Regions from separate parts of the Sus scrofa genome. Here all the other regions are linked to region 3. Evidence: chromatin contacts called from public Hi-C and HiChIP or PLAC-seq data. All regions are on one chromosome and are shown on one strand. Each heading gives the region's core, a stretch centred on a gene start, on an enhancer-like site or on the middle of the called end of the contact. The rest is flanking DNA. Distances are from core to core; before and after follow the strand shown. Region 1 holds the start of GDF11 (growth differentiation factor 11). Region 2 holds the start of SPRYD4 (SPRY domain-containing protein 4). Region 3 holds the start of PA2G4 (proliferation-associated protein 2G4).

Evidence for each region. A called contact is a pair of places that touch in the nucleus more often than the background predicts. HiChIP or PLAC-seq counts read pairs in DNA pulled down with a chosen protein or histone mark.
Region 1: a Hi-C map of epiblast stem cells shows a contact between it and region 3, with 2.4 times the contacts expected there. The contact joins the promoter of GDF11 here to the promoter of PA2G4 in region 3. A contact is called at or near these places in 1 of 5 promoter capture datasets (fetal liver), 5 of 47 Hi-C or Micro-C datasets (alveolar macrophages, embryonic fibroblasts, epiblast stem cells and 2 more) and 2 of 2 datasets of contacts at active chromatin or transcription factors (alveolar macrophages and skeletal muscle).
Region 2: an H3K27ac HiChIP or PLAC-seq map of alveolar macrophages shows a contact between it and region 3. The contact joins the promoter of SPRYD4 here to the promoter of PA2G4 in region 3. A contact is called at or near these places in 1 of 5 promoter capture datasets (fetal liver), 5 of 47 Hi-C or Micro-C datasets (alveolar macrophages, heart right ventricle, liver and 2 more) and 2 of 2 datasets of contacts at active chromatin or transcription factors (alveolar macrophages and skeletal muscle).

What each region holds. Positions count from the first base shown.
Region 1 is chr5:21,188,658-21,193,067 of Sscrofa11.1, forward strand. GDF11 (growth differentiation factor 11) reads left to right here and starts at 2,731. Exons shown (of 3, transcript NM_001244310.1): 1 at 2,731-3,166. The coding sequence starts at 2,731.
Region 2 is chr5:21,802,403-21,806,728 of Sscrofa11.1, forward strand. SPRYD4 (SPRY domain-containing protein 4) reads left to right here and starts at 1,943. Exons shown (of 4, transcript XR_002344303.1): 1 at 1,943-2,097; 2 at 2,465-3,174. It overlaps MIP (lens fiber major intrinsic protein), which reads right to left and starts at 2,562. Exons shown (of 6, transcript XM_021092895.1): 1 at 2,432-2,562. GLS2 (glutaminase liver isoform, mitochondrial) reads right to left here. Exons shown (of 18, transcript XM_003481629.4): 18 at 4,003-4,326.
Region 3 is chr5:21,494,208-21,499,052 of Sscrofa11.1, forward strand. PA2G4 (proliferation-associated protein 2G4) reads left to right here and starts at 1,790. Exons shown (of 14, transcript XM_013988304.2): 1 at 1,790-2,072; 2 at 4,170-4,298; 3 at 4,552-4,657; 4 at 4,750-4,819. The coding sequence starts at 1,985. ERBB3 (receptor tyrosine-protein kinase erbB-3) reads left to right here. Exons shown (of 28, transcript XM_021091799.1): 28 at 1-833.

The DNA.
Region 1 (4,410 bases), core at 1,481-3,980, 300 kb before region 3:
GCTCTCTAGGAATTTGCAATTCTTTTTTTAATTTTTTACTCGTTTTTCTTTTTTGGCCACCCTGCAGCATATGGAGTTTCCAGTCCAGGGATCAGATCCAAGCCAGGGATCAAACAGCTCCTCCCAGTATTCCAGAGATGCCACTAATTTCATTGGGCCATAGCAGCAACTCCGGAATTTGCAGTTCTTCTGAGGAAATGACATCAGAGAAATATTTTGGAGAACAGGTAAGGCCAGAATATGTGGTAAAGATAATCACTGCTCTGGGAGCTCATAAAGGAAAGAAAAATCATCATGAAAAAGGAGCCTGTGAAAGCCACTTTTGACAAATTCCCATTGTGTTGCAGTGGTAATGAATCCCACTAGTGTCCGTGAGGAAGATGCAGGTTCGTCCCCTAGCCTCCCTCAGTGGGTTAAGGATCCAGCACCTCTGTGAGCTGTAGTGTAGATCGCAGATGCAGCTCAGATCCTGAGTTATTGCGGCTGTGGCATAGGCCAGGCGGCTGCAGGTCCGATTCAGTCTCTAGCCTGGGAACTTCCATATGCCACAGGTGTGGCCCTAAAACAGAAGCCACTGTTGATTGATTGCTATGCAACCCTCACAACCAGTTGAGGGTAGGCAGTGTGAGTGTATGTCATAGATGAAGAAACTTGATGAAATGTTGAGGTGCTTGTGTCTTGGAGAAACTAGCTGTCTAAGTTTTTGGTTTTGTCTGTTTTCTTCCATTCTGCTGGGTCTTACTTCCCGTCCTCCATGGAACAGATCATCTCTTCAAAGCTCCCCAGCTTGGCCCTCCTCATCCCTATCCAACCTTCCTCCTTCATACCTGCATCCCCAGTTCCTTCCCTCATTCCACTCCAACTCCCCAGCCCAACTCAGTCCTTACAACCCAGGGTTCCGTCTAATCCAAAGAGGAAACCAGTGTTCCGCTCTTCTGCCTGAGAAGCCCAAGGCATTTCTTTCATCAGATCTGATCCCTAGCCAGGGGAACTCCATATGCCGCAAGTAGCCAAAAAAGAGAAAGAAAGAAAGAAAGAAAGAAAGAAAGAAAGAAAGAAAGAAAGAAAGAAAGAAAGAAAGAAAGAAAGAAAGAAAGAAAGAAAGAAAGAAAGAAAGAAAGAAAGAAAGAAAGAAAGAAAGAAAGGAGGAAATCAGCCCAGAGAAACTGAAATCTGGGAAGAGGTATCCAAAACCAGAAGTTAAGCACTTCAGGAGCGTTTTAGTGCTGTGGCCCCCTTCTGCTCGGCTGTACCCAGTGTTACATCTGAAGGCTAGAGCTAGCGCACATCTGGGTTTCTCCCCTTGCAATTTGCTATTTCCAACTAAAGCGTCTGAAGGCAGCCCTCTGTCTCATCCTCACCCCTACAACTACAAGCCCCTTCTCAGTCTTCTAAGACCCTGCGAATCCAAAGTACAGCTATGAATCCAGAGGTCCAGATTCCTCTGCAAGCACAATGGTCTCCAGCAGCCCTACTTCCTCCGGCTGTTTCCCCAGTGCTCCCAGATTCGTGCCTTTTCCAGCCTTCTGACTCCCTTATTCCCTTTCAAGCCTCAATTTCAAGTTCACACTCTTCCCAGTGCTGAGTCTTGCTCTTGGGCTCCCCACCACCTCTCCACCTTCTCAGACTGACCCCTGGCCTCTTCTCCTTGTCTCTCTTGCTAGCCCACGTGTCCAATCCATCCATCTCATGCTTCCCGATGCCCCTGCTGAGCCTGATGCTGCCCCTCCATCTTCCAGACCCCTTCATCTTCCTTGGGCTGCTTCTGGTAGCTGGGGCTCCTTTGGGCTCAAATTCTCCACCTCCTCCCCCTCTTGGGTTCTCACTGTTCCCACCAAGGCTGACTCTCATCACTGAGCTGCCTCTCCTTCCTTCAGGAGTCTCCATCTGCCTATGTCGGCCTGAACCTGATCCTGGGTCTGCCCCTGGGGCTCCCTTGGTACCTCCCAGGCTCTGTTGGAACATTTCTCTCCTCTCTCATCCCCCGGGTTCTGGGCTCAGTTCTTCAGCCCCTCTTCCCAACTCCATGTACCCCTGACCTCCTGTGGTCTGGATCTGCAGACCTCTAGCTCTCCAGCTGTCTAGCTATCACTCTCTCCTCCCTCTGCTCTCCGACTCCCCTCTCTCCTTCACTAGTGATGCCATCACTTTCCTCCTCTATCTCTGTCTCTCTGCTTAAGTCTCTTCTGTCTGTGTCTCCCCCCCAACTCTTATCCTCCCCTTTGTTTCTCTCTCTCTCCTCTTCCTCCCCCTCTTTCTATTTCTGCGCCTCTCCTCTGTGTCTTCCCCCTTTATCTCTGTCTCCGATTCTGACTTTCTCCATCTCTCCCTTCCTCTTCCCCACCCCTATATCTCTGTCTCTCCATCTCTCTGGGCCCTTGCTCCCTCCCTCTCTCTCTTTTCCTCGGCTCTCTCCGGCTCCCTCTCTCGCCTCGGATGACAGCGCTGCCTCTTTTGTTGGCTCCGCAGCCAATCGCGGCCGCTGACGACACGGGGGCCGGGGCTATAAAGGGCCTGGCCCGGGCTCGGGCCCCCCCAGCCGCCCGCCCCGGCCGCCCGCCCGCCCCGCCCGCGCGCCCGCCGCCCCCGGCCCCCCGGCCCCCCTCGGCCGGGCAGCCCCCAATCCCGCGCCGCCCGGACCCCCTCCTCCTCCCTCCCTCCTCCCTCCGCCCCCTCCCCTCGGGACTCCGGCGTCCCCGCCCCCCAGTCCTCCCTCCCCTCCCCTCCAGCATGGTGCTCGCGGCCCCGCTGCTGCTGGGCTTCCTGCTCCTCGCCCTGGAGCTGCGGCCCCGGGGGGAGGCGGCCGAGGGCCCCGCGGCGGCGGCGGCGGCGGCGGCGGCGGCGGGGGCCGGGGGGGAGCGCTCGAGCCGGCCGGCCGCGTCCGTGGCGCCCGAGCCCGACGGCTGCCCCGTGTGCTTGTGGCGGCAGCATAGCCGTGAGCTGCGCCTGGAGAGCATCAAGTCGCAGATCTTGAGCAAACTGCGGCTCAAGGAGGCGCCCAACATCAGCCGCGAGGTGGTGAAGCAGCTGCTTCCCAAGGCGCCTCCGCTGCAGCAGATCCTGGACCTGCACGACTTCCAGGGCGACGCGCTGCAGCCCGAGGACTTCCTGGAGGAGGACGAGTACCACGCCACCACCGAGACTGTCATTAGCATGGCCCAGGAGAGTAAGTGGACCGCGGGGCAAGAGCGGTGGGGTGCTGGCTCCCGCTCCCGCTCCGGGAAAGTGAGCGCCTGCCGCTCGAAGCGGGGCGTTCCGGGTTACTCCGGCCGGAAAGCCTTTTCTGAGAAAACTTGACGGATTGGGGGCCGGGGGGCTGTTCCACAAGTTTTTCGAGCTGTAGAGATGGGCTGCGGAGTTCTGTGCACTTTTGGTCCCCGGAGGTGAGGGGGCAAAAGGAAAGCGTTGCGAGATAGCACCTCCGAGCCGGGATGTGCGAAAAAGATCCCGGCTTGGGGGGATACTGGGAAAGCCGGGGTCCGCCTGTAGGGGAAGGGGCAGAAACTCGATGCCGAAAGGCCGTGGTAGAGAGGCTGAAAAATAGAATCGGAGGCTTCGGGACCCAGGCAGTCCCAGCCAGGCTGCGGTGCTCTCCGCCTCCCAGTGGCACCAACTCTCCACCTCTACCACCTTGGGCTTTGCAACGCGCCCCCCGGGCTGCGAAGAACCGAGAGCTCCTCTCCTAATCCTAGGAAAGAGATACCAGAGCCCTGTATCTCTCCCGGCAGCCCTGGCACCCATTCCACCTGGGACCCTTCGGTCTCTCAAGGGGCGGGTGAAAGCTGTGCCTTCTCGGTACTGACCGAGCTCAGAGAACTCAACTTCATTGCACTGGGGCTAAGGGCACCCGTTGGGCAGCTCAGACCTCTATGTTGGTTGTATTCCATATTCACTTGCCCCAACCCTCAATGAGACTTGAGGAGAGGGAGAAAGACCTAGCAAGAAAAAGAAAGAAATAGATGGGAGGGAGGGGGGAACCCAGGAGTCCTAGCCCCTGGCCAAACGGAAGATGAACATGTTAATAGACTTGAGCTGCTTTGAAATTTTATGGCCTGGAAAATCCAGGCCAACACTGCCCCCCCCCAACTCCTAGCTCTCCCTAAGATCAGATGACTCCCTTTTCCCCTCCCCCACTGAAGTCTTCCCCCCACCACCTCCAACAACCAGGGAACCAGGCCCTCTCTTATTCCCCAGTGGTTTGGCAAAGCCAAACCCCCCCACCCCAACTGTTTGGTTTTATGGCTCTGAAGAGAAGAGGGGGAGACTGGTTTATTGGCAGATGGGTCATAAAAACCCGGGGATGAGGGGAGTCCTAGTGGCCCACCCCCAAGGGAGAGGCTTGGGAACCCAGGTGTGCATGTGGGGGGCTGAGTGCCTCACACTGCCACCAATTTTTCTGCGATCCTAACT
Region 2 (4,326 bases), core at 693-3,192, 310 kb after region 3:
ATAACAGAACTGAGCTAAATCTGCAACCTATGCCACAGCTTGAGTTAATGCTGGATCCTTAACTCATTGAGCTGGACTAGGGCTCAAACCCACATCCTTGTGCATACTAGTCTGATTTATTTTTTTATTTTTTATTTTTTTAAGGCTACACCTTCAGCACATGGAAGTCTGTTGCTGGCCTACACCACAGCCACAGCAACTCGGGATCTGAGCTGCGTCTTCGACCTACACTACAGCTCACAGCAACACTGGAAACTTAACCCACTGGACGAGGCAAGGGATTGAACCGGAGTACTCACAGATACCAGTAGGGTTTGTTAACCACTGAGCCACAATAGGGACTCCACTAGTCTGATCCCTAACTTACTGAGCCACAATGGGAACTCCTGCTTAACCATTTTTGCTTTGCAAACTATAGCTATGGTTTCTGGGAAGTCTCTCTCCAACACACCCTCATATGTTAGAGTAATGTATTCTCCTTTGCCTGTATCGCATCAGATTGCAGCTGCCAATATTCTCATCTATCTCTCCACTAGATTGCAGACCTTTGAAAGAGGGACTCTGGTGAGAAAGACGATGGTAGGCAGCAGTCCTATCATGTAAAGCTTTATGACAATGCCAGCAAATTTGGTGCAGATACATTGAAAGATTTTAGTTAGAGGAGTGCATCATCAGATTTGTGACATAAAATCACTCTGTAGTGTGGACATTGGATTAAAGCAGTCGGATGGAAACTGGAGACCAGTTTATAAGCTACTACATTCATTCATTTATTTAGCTTTATTTTTGGCCGCACCATAGCATATGGAAGTTCCTTGGAGGAGGGATCTGCAGCAGGGACCTGGGCCACAGAGACAATCCATATCCTTAACCACTGCACAACATCAGGAACTCCCAGGTTACATTTAAAACAAAAAAGCCCCAATTCATATCAAGGATAACAGTGGCCTGAGCAAGGGACATATCCACAGCATGGGTGGTTGTAATGCTAAAGCAGGGAAATTTTATTGGGCTGGCCAGCAGAATGTTGAGATCTTGAGGAAACTGGGGCTCTCCCACCTGAAGTGAACAGTCTGAAACGCAGGGATGTAGAATATCAAGAAAATAAAAATGTTAAAAATGTAGGCCCGCCATAATCACCCATCTCCTAAGTTCCATTCTGAACCAAAATAGTGATATTTCTCTGTTGTTAAACCTTCCATTGCCAGCGCTGAAAACACAAAACCAACATTTATAGTACTCAGTATTTATTAGTACAACCACTTACCCAGTGGTTGCTATTTGTCAAGATGTATCCTAGATTGTTCTCTGGTTTAATTTTTACTAGGGCCTGACGGCTAGACATTTTTCTGTTCTACAAGTGAAACCATTAAGGCTTAGAGAAGTTAACTGATTTGCCCAAAGCCAAACAGAGGAGCCGGGTTCGAATCCAATTATTGCTTAATTCTTTTTTGTTGTTGTTGTTGTCTTTTTGCCATTTCTTGGGCCGCTCCCCGCGGCATATGGAGGTTCCCAGGCTAGGGGTCGAATCGGAGCTGTAGCTGCCAGCCTACGCCAGAGCCACAGCAACGCGGGATCCGAGCCGCGTCTGCGACCTACACCACAGCTCACGGCAACGCTGGATCGTCGACCCACTGAGCAAGGGCAGGGACCGAACCCTCAACTGAATGGTTCCTAGTCGGATTCGTTAACCACTGAGCCACGACGGGAACTCCTAATTACTGTTTAATTCTAAGATCTGTACGTCTAGCCATTTTGCTACATCCTTTTTCTAAAGATCCTATTTAGTTAAAACGTGAGCAGCTTTCCTCTCTGCAGAAAAACTTTATAAATTGGACCAAGCACGGGTGAAACCAAACAGAACTCACTAAAATGGCGGCTCCCTGCCAGGCGCTGGCTCCCCTACGTCATCACACCGCGCGACGCCCCTTGCGCGCAACGTGTGATGGGAACCCGCGGGAGGAAAGCAGGGTCTCAGATGGGGGGCGTGTCCTCTTCATCCGGAGCGCAAGATGGCGCTGCCCTTTGCACGTCCACTGTGCCTGTGCCGCTGGGGAGCCAAAAGGTTAGGGATTGCTGCCGCGGAAACCCGCAGAGGTAGGATTACCCCCTTTTATTCTCTTTCACTTCCAAGGTAGTTTCGGTCTGTTATTCTTAGAGCCTGCTCAGAGAAACAACTCCAGTCCCTTCGATTCGTTTCCCCTCCCCCATCTGCGTTGGTCTTGAGATTCCAAACTTGGGACCTTCTCTGGTTTCCTTAAATTCTAGGGCTTTCCCAGTCCAAGCTTTTCGGCTTCTTGGGCTATCCATACTAAAGTGCCCCCACTGTCGTTCTCGCTTGAAATTCTGATTCACGTTTCCTGGTAATCTCATGACTGTCTGCTTCAGATCAGAATATGTGTATGTCGCTAGCTCTAGAGTTCTAGCTCACCTCATTATCCCGTTTCTCTTCTCTGCCCGGCAGGCGTCAGTTTCAAACTGGAAGAAAAGACAGCCCACAGCAGCTTGGCCCTCTTCAAAAGTGACACAGGTGTCAAATATGGCATGGTGGGATTGGAGCCCACAAAATTGGCCCTGAATGTGGAGCGCTTCCGGGAGTGGGCAGTGGTGTTGGCAGACACAGCGATCACCAGTGGCAGACACTACTGGGAGGTGACAGTGAAGCGCTCACAGCAATTCCGGATAGGAGTGGCAGATGTGGACATGTCCCGGGATAGCTGCATCGGTGTTGACGACCGTTCCTGGGTGTTCACCTATGCCCAGCGCAAGTGGCACACCATGTTGGCCAACGAGAAGGCCCCTATTGAGGGCATTGGGCAGCCAGAGAAGGTGGGGCTGCTGCTGGAGTATGAGGCCCAGAAGCTGAGCCTGGTGGATGTGAACCGGGTTGCTGTGGTCCATACACTACAGACAGATTTCCGGGGTCCAGTGGTGCCTGCCTTTGCCCTTTGGGATGGAGAACTGCTGACTCACTCAGGGCTTGAGGTACCAGAAGGCCTCTAATATGTCCATCACTGAAGTCCCTAATCATGCTCTTGGCCAGCCTCCTGCTCAAAAAGTGTCCGAAACCTTTTAATTGTGGCCCAAGCAAGTACCAGCTCCCACCTGTCACTAGTTCAGTGACAGGTCCTCTGTGCAATATCTCAGTCGTCTTTGTTTCCCGTCCTGTGAAAGGTAGGCATACAGCCAGCCACCCTCTCCCCTCCCCCAAACTACTGCCAATTTCCTAGGCTACCATGAATGTACTTTCTCAGACTGTATTCAGTCCTGGAGTCTTACCTTTCAGCTTTGTTAGAATTTATTCATCACTGTGCTACCTCTTCCTCCCTTTGCCCACACATAACTTGTTTTGGGGGCTCTACGGAATCTCTCCAGAGTAAATCCTTTCTACCTCTGGCTGAAGGAGTGGTGCAGTCAATGACTTGGCCCTTTCTGTACAGTACACAGAGTCTGGGCTCTGGCTCCCTCAGAAAGTGCTTTACAGACTGTGTCAGAATGTTAACAGCCTTCCTTTCTATATCTCAATGTTACAGACTCTCAGCCCCACACAGCTGTAGCTCTTCTCACCCCGAGTCCATCTGCCTTAATTTGTAAACCTCTAACGCCTGGTCAGTCTTGTAGTCATTGGGCCAGTTAAAATCATGACTGGGGGGAAGAGACACTTGGGGGATGCTGAGGGGATTAGTGCTAGAAACTTTATTCTTGAGAAGTTCTGTCTTCATTTCTGCTATAGTTGTAACTTCCAGAGGGAGGAGGGAGGCCTGAGGTCTTGCACAGTCCATTTTGGGGCCTGCCCAGACCCAAGCATTTACTTGGCAGCAGAATACACTTAACCTAAAGCAGTATTTGGGATTGAGGAAAACTTTGTGGGGTGAGTATGTATGTAAAATATGTATTGTTGGGCTTTTTCTGACCCTGTGGTTCCATCTTATTCTACCTTTATGATGGTGATGCAGCTGGATGCCCCTAGGAGAGAAAGAGAAGGACTGGGTCTAGCAAAAATGATTTGTGTAATTAAAGTTTATTTGAGCACAAAATACTTTCTCTGTCTATAAAATTGCTCTTAGTGGTAGCAGCAGCATTTCCTAGCTAAGGAGGGCACATCTCTCCAGACTACTAAAGCCTGCCCCTCTCCCTCCCTCCCTCCCTCTTCTGTCTCTCAGAGGAGGGGACCTGGGTAAAGACCTGGAATGATTCAGAGTGGGCTAAGCTATTGGCTTGTCCCTTGAAGAAGCCCACAGTCTCCATGGATAATTCTACATCAGGTGTCCACAAAGGCACTTCTCTAAGCTCTGTCTGCCAAGGGAATGGGGTATTTTGACTCTC
Region 3 (4,845 bases), core at 540-3,039:
GAAGGATTCCTCCCCATATCCCTTTCTCTCAGACTCTGACTTGTTGAGACTAGGCTTTAAAGTGTGACTTTGTTTCCCAGCAGACTTTTAAGGAAGAGGAAAGGAGGGAAAATGGCAGGAGAAAGTGAGATTTTTGGCTTATGATTCTTAACCCCCTAGAAAGAATGAGATGCTTAAAAATCTTGTGAAGAAAGAGGTTGGGAGTATATAGTAATGATTACTGTTCATTGAACGTTGACTGTGTGCCAAGTATCATCTAAACTTACCCATCTCACTTAATCCTTGACACCAATTCTGTGAGCTAGGCATTATCCCATTTTACAAATAAGGAAACTGAGCCTTAAGGAGATTAAGTAAATCAAGTAGCAGGTCCAGGATTCAAAATTTTCCAATGCACCATGCTCTTAGTGTAAGGTGTCAAAGAAAACTGATGAAAGTCAGAGCACTAGTAAGAGGTATTGTCTTCTTGTGTTTGCACTGAATCAAGTCTAACCCCAATATCCACAGCCTCCTCCTACACCTGGACTGCTCATCTCAGCAAGTGGGAGTAAGGGGGTGGACAGAAGGAAAAATAACTGGACATCTCTGTGTAAACCGTAATCTTCGTGTGCTACATATGATATCTGCCTAAGGGACAGACTCAGACGGTCCCCAGAGCCATTTTTTAGGAGCAGTTCTCATTCAGTAGTGGGAAGCTTCCAGTGGAGATGAAAAAGAGGACCCGGCTTCAGACCTCAGTTCCTTTGAATGGGAAACTGGGAGTATCTGTTTTTATCCCTCAAGTTTTTGTTTTGTTTTTATACATGTCTGAATAAAGATGCCAAGGTTTTGCAGCTTCTTGTCTAACGACAAACTTTAGTGAGTGGACAGATCAGCCCTTTTCTCCGTTCCACAGCAGAGAATGGCTACCATGGCATGCTTCCTTCTCTGTCTCCCCACAGTCCTACTTGGCCCCCTGTAGCTTTCTCCAGCCCCACTTTCCTTATAGTCTCTTTAGACAAGCAAAGGGTACAGTCCTTTTCATTTAAGCGTTTTACTAGGAATCTGTATAGGGCAACCGACTAACTGGGAGTAACAAAACAACCAAACAAAACACGTTTGGGGCAGTTAGAAAAGGCCCCAAGAGGTAGAATACTGAAACTCTCAAACGTTTCACAACTTTAAAAAAAAGTGTCCGTCTTAGGTGCCATCAAAGCCTGTTGTTGGAACAATAGTGCCATCTTCAGAGGGAGCCGGCCTCTAGACTTGGAAGGCTGTACATGGATAATCCCACAGAAATCTGGTGCCCAGTTAGTCCCTGCTCCACGCACTCCGGGTCTCCTTCCACACTCGCTCTGCCCCTCCCAGCACCTGAGGACGATCGGACTGGCCAGGCCGGTCCGCCTGCCGCTCCAGGGATCCGAGGAAGGGCGTACCCAGCCTCCCCGCCCTTGATACAATCACCCCCACTCGTCTCTGCTCCACCCTGCCCCGCAGCCTCCAAACCCACGTCCCCGCCGTAGCTCCGCCCCCTTCTCCCTTAGCCCGCCTCCCTCTATTACGGGTTCTCGCTCAGCGCTCCTGGTGGATATGGTTTTTCCGGGAGAGACCACGCTTCCCCTCATGCTCTCCAACGGCTCCGCCTTCCCGCCGGAGCCTGACCCTTCCCAGCGTGCTTGGCGATTCCGGCGTGCGAGGCCCTCGGAGGGCAAGGCCCCAGGGCCTGGCTTAGGGGCGCGAAAGGCAGGCTGGGAATTGTAGTTCGCGAGTCCGCGAGGGCAGCTAGAGGCTGGCGGCGGGAGGGACTCGTTGTCCCAGCATGCCCTGCGCATCAGCCCGCGCGCTCGCAGTTTCTCGCTCTCGCCCGCCCGCTCCCTAGCTTGCTCGCGCTTTTGCTCGCGCTCTCCTCGCGGATCGAAGGGGCTCTGGCCACAGCCTGTGGTTGGGAAGGGCGACAGAGGCAGCGGCTCAGGAGAAACGAGGCTGCGGTGGTGGTGGTGGGAAGATGTCGGGCGAGGACGAGCAACAGGAGCAGACTATCGCCGAGGACCTGGTCGTGACCAAGTATAAGATGGGGGGCGACATCGCCAACCGTGAGTGCGGCCTCGGGGGTCCGGAGATCGAGGCTGGGAGGGAGAGGCAAGGGGGACGGTGCTTGACGAGCCGGTGAGGGGCTGGAGCGGTGGGGTCATGCAGAGTGGGCTAGTGAGGGCCCCCCGCGGGTCTGCTGGGTTTGGCGTGGTGGGAAGGCTCGTTATCGCGTTTGGGACCTGAGCGGCTAGGCCTGGGCTGGAGTCTGTGAAGATGCAGGCGGGTGGCAGGGAAGAGCGCAGAGCGGGGCCCCGGCTGGCTCCGACCCTAGGCCCTTGGTAAGGAGGCAGGGCGTATGTCCTGCTCTTCATCCTTCTGTCTGGATCTCTGCCTCTGATTTTGGCAGCAGGGAGGCCACCTCGGAAACGAAACGCTCCTCTATTTTGTCGCTGCTCCCCGCCGTCAGGAGCCTAGCCGGCACGTGTTGCCGGGTCCCCAGCGGATCGCCGGCTCCCTTCCTCCGCTACAGTCCCTGACACTAGCTTCCCTACCACGTGCTTTGCTGTAGTCTTTCGTTCTTTACTTCAGCTCCCTCCCTGGAGGGGGCCGCCTTCTACTCTTGGGCCAGCTCAGGGACCGTTGGAGGGTACCCCTGGAGAACCCCTAACATAACTCTTGGAGACGTATCTGGTTGTTCTTGAAGTTATCATCTCCAATCTGCGCAGATAGCTTTAGTTAGTTGTCAAATTTGATTGCTCTCAGGGGTTTGACAGCTCTAGGAGTGTTTTGAGGTTCTTTTCACCCCAACCAGGCAAACCTGTGTAGAGCACTGGTAAAGGGGAGACTGACTTTATAGGATCTCGGAAGTTATCCTTATGGGGGCTCGCTCAGACTTCTCAGCAGCTGCCTGCCACTCTAGGCAGATGTCTCACTTTCTCTTTTCTCTCTTTGCGATTTAAAACCCAGTTAGGGGACAGAAGATGCTTGTCTTTGGGCTTTTAAATGGTTTTGACAGTAAAGATAGGTATTTAGGATGCCTTTGATCCTATGGCTAAAAACCTGAGTTTTTCAAACTTCCAAAAAATCCCCAAAACTTGGATCACAAAAATCAAACCTATAGTTCACTTTGGGCCTTGGAGAGGATATCCAGTGAACAGAACAATGCTTTATAACATAATGGACATTTAGTGGTTTGAAAACAGAAAAACTTTTTTTTCCTCTTGCAGTTTATAACTTCTGAGGCACTTGGGATTCCAGATACCAGTTGGAAACTCTTTTGGGTCACATACCTCATTGAGATCTGCTAAAAGCTATAAGCCCAAGCTTGCTGAAGCCCAGAGACCTTAGGTTAAGTCTCCTTGACTTGTTATATAAAGAAATAAGTCTACATATTGAGATTACTAACACTTAATTGGGGTGTCTGGGAAGGGAAGAAGGTAGCATTTAACAATGCATCAGCTTCGGGTCAGCAATTCTATGTCTGCCCTCCTGTTGTCCCTGACGCCTATAAATTTCCCCCAGTCTGCTTTGCCAGTGTGTTGGATACCTTGCTGAGAACCTCCTTGAAGTTCATGACTCTGTCCTGCACACCTCAGCTATCATCTTGGGAAAGTCTGCCTTGCCTAGGGAGACAGACAGTGCATACAGTGTCACCAGTTGTCACAATGTATAAGGAAGTGTTGGCTCTTTTTAGGAAAGGAAGGTAGCAATTTAGAGATGGATAGGTAAGTACATTCCAAGAGGCACAACTTTTTTTTTTTTTTTTTTTTTTTTTTGTCTTTTTGCCTTTTCCAGGGCCACTCCCTCGGCATATGGAGATTCCCAGGCTAGGGGTCGAATCAGAGCTGTAGCCACCGACCGGCCTACACCAGGGCTACAGCAATGTGGGATCCGAGCTGCGTCTGCAACCTACACCGCAGCTCACGGCAACGCCAGATCCTTAGCCCACTGAGCAAGGGCAGGGATCGAACCCGCAACCTCATGGTTCCTAGTCGGATTCGTTAACCACTGCGCCACCATGGGAACTCCCAAGAGGCACAACTTGTTCTCTCTTTCATCCTTAAAGCAATGGCACCAGGAAATGTTTAGCTTTGAGGTATTGCTTAGATGGTAACTTAGACAACACTTGCAGGACTGATCCAATGGGATTCTGTTCCCAGGGGTACTTCGGTCTTTGGTGGAAGCTTCCTGTTCAGGTGTGTCGGTACTGAGCCTGTGCGAGAAAGGGGATGCCATGATAATGGAAGAGACAGGGAAAATTTTCAAGAAAGAAAAAGAAATGAAGAAAGGTAAAAATAATCCCCCACTAATTTCCTGCATTTGACCCTTATTCAGTCCTGTTTGTTTTATTATAATGATGCACCCCCAGCTCCAGCACTGGTTGAGATATTTGGAATGATAAGGGGGATTCAAGCAGTTTCCCATCTAATCCAAACTGATTAAACTTAGGCAAGACCCTGATGAAAATTCTTTCATCTTTCTGAGGGGCAGCAGGCCTCTAAGAGAGCACGCAAGGCAATAAGGCTGATTGTCTCTTTACAGGTATTGCCTTTCCCACCAGCATTTCAGTAAATAACTGTGTATGTCACTTCTCCCCTTTGAAGAGCGACCAGGACTATATTCTCAAGGAAGGTGACTTGGTAAAAATGTAAGCTTAAGCCATTTCAGAGCACTTGTCTTTGTCCTAAGCATTCACAGTAGTGCCGGTTGCTAATGCTCTTCTCTGCTCTTGTCTTTCAGTGACCTTGGGGTCCACGTGGATGGCTTCATCGCTAATGTGGCTCACACTTTTGTGGTTGATGTAGCTCTGGTAAGTGAACTGCTTCTCTCCTGACC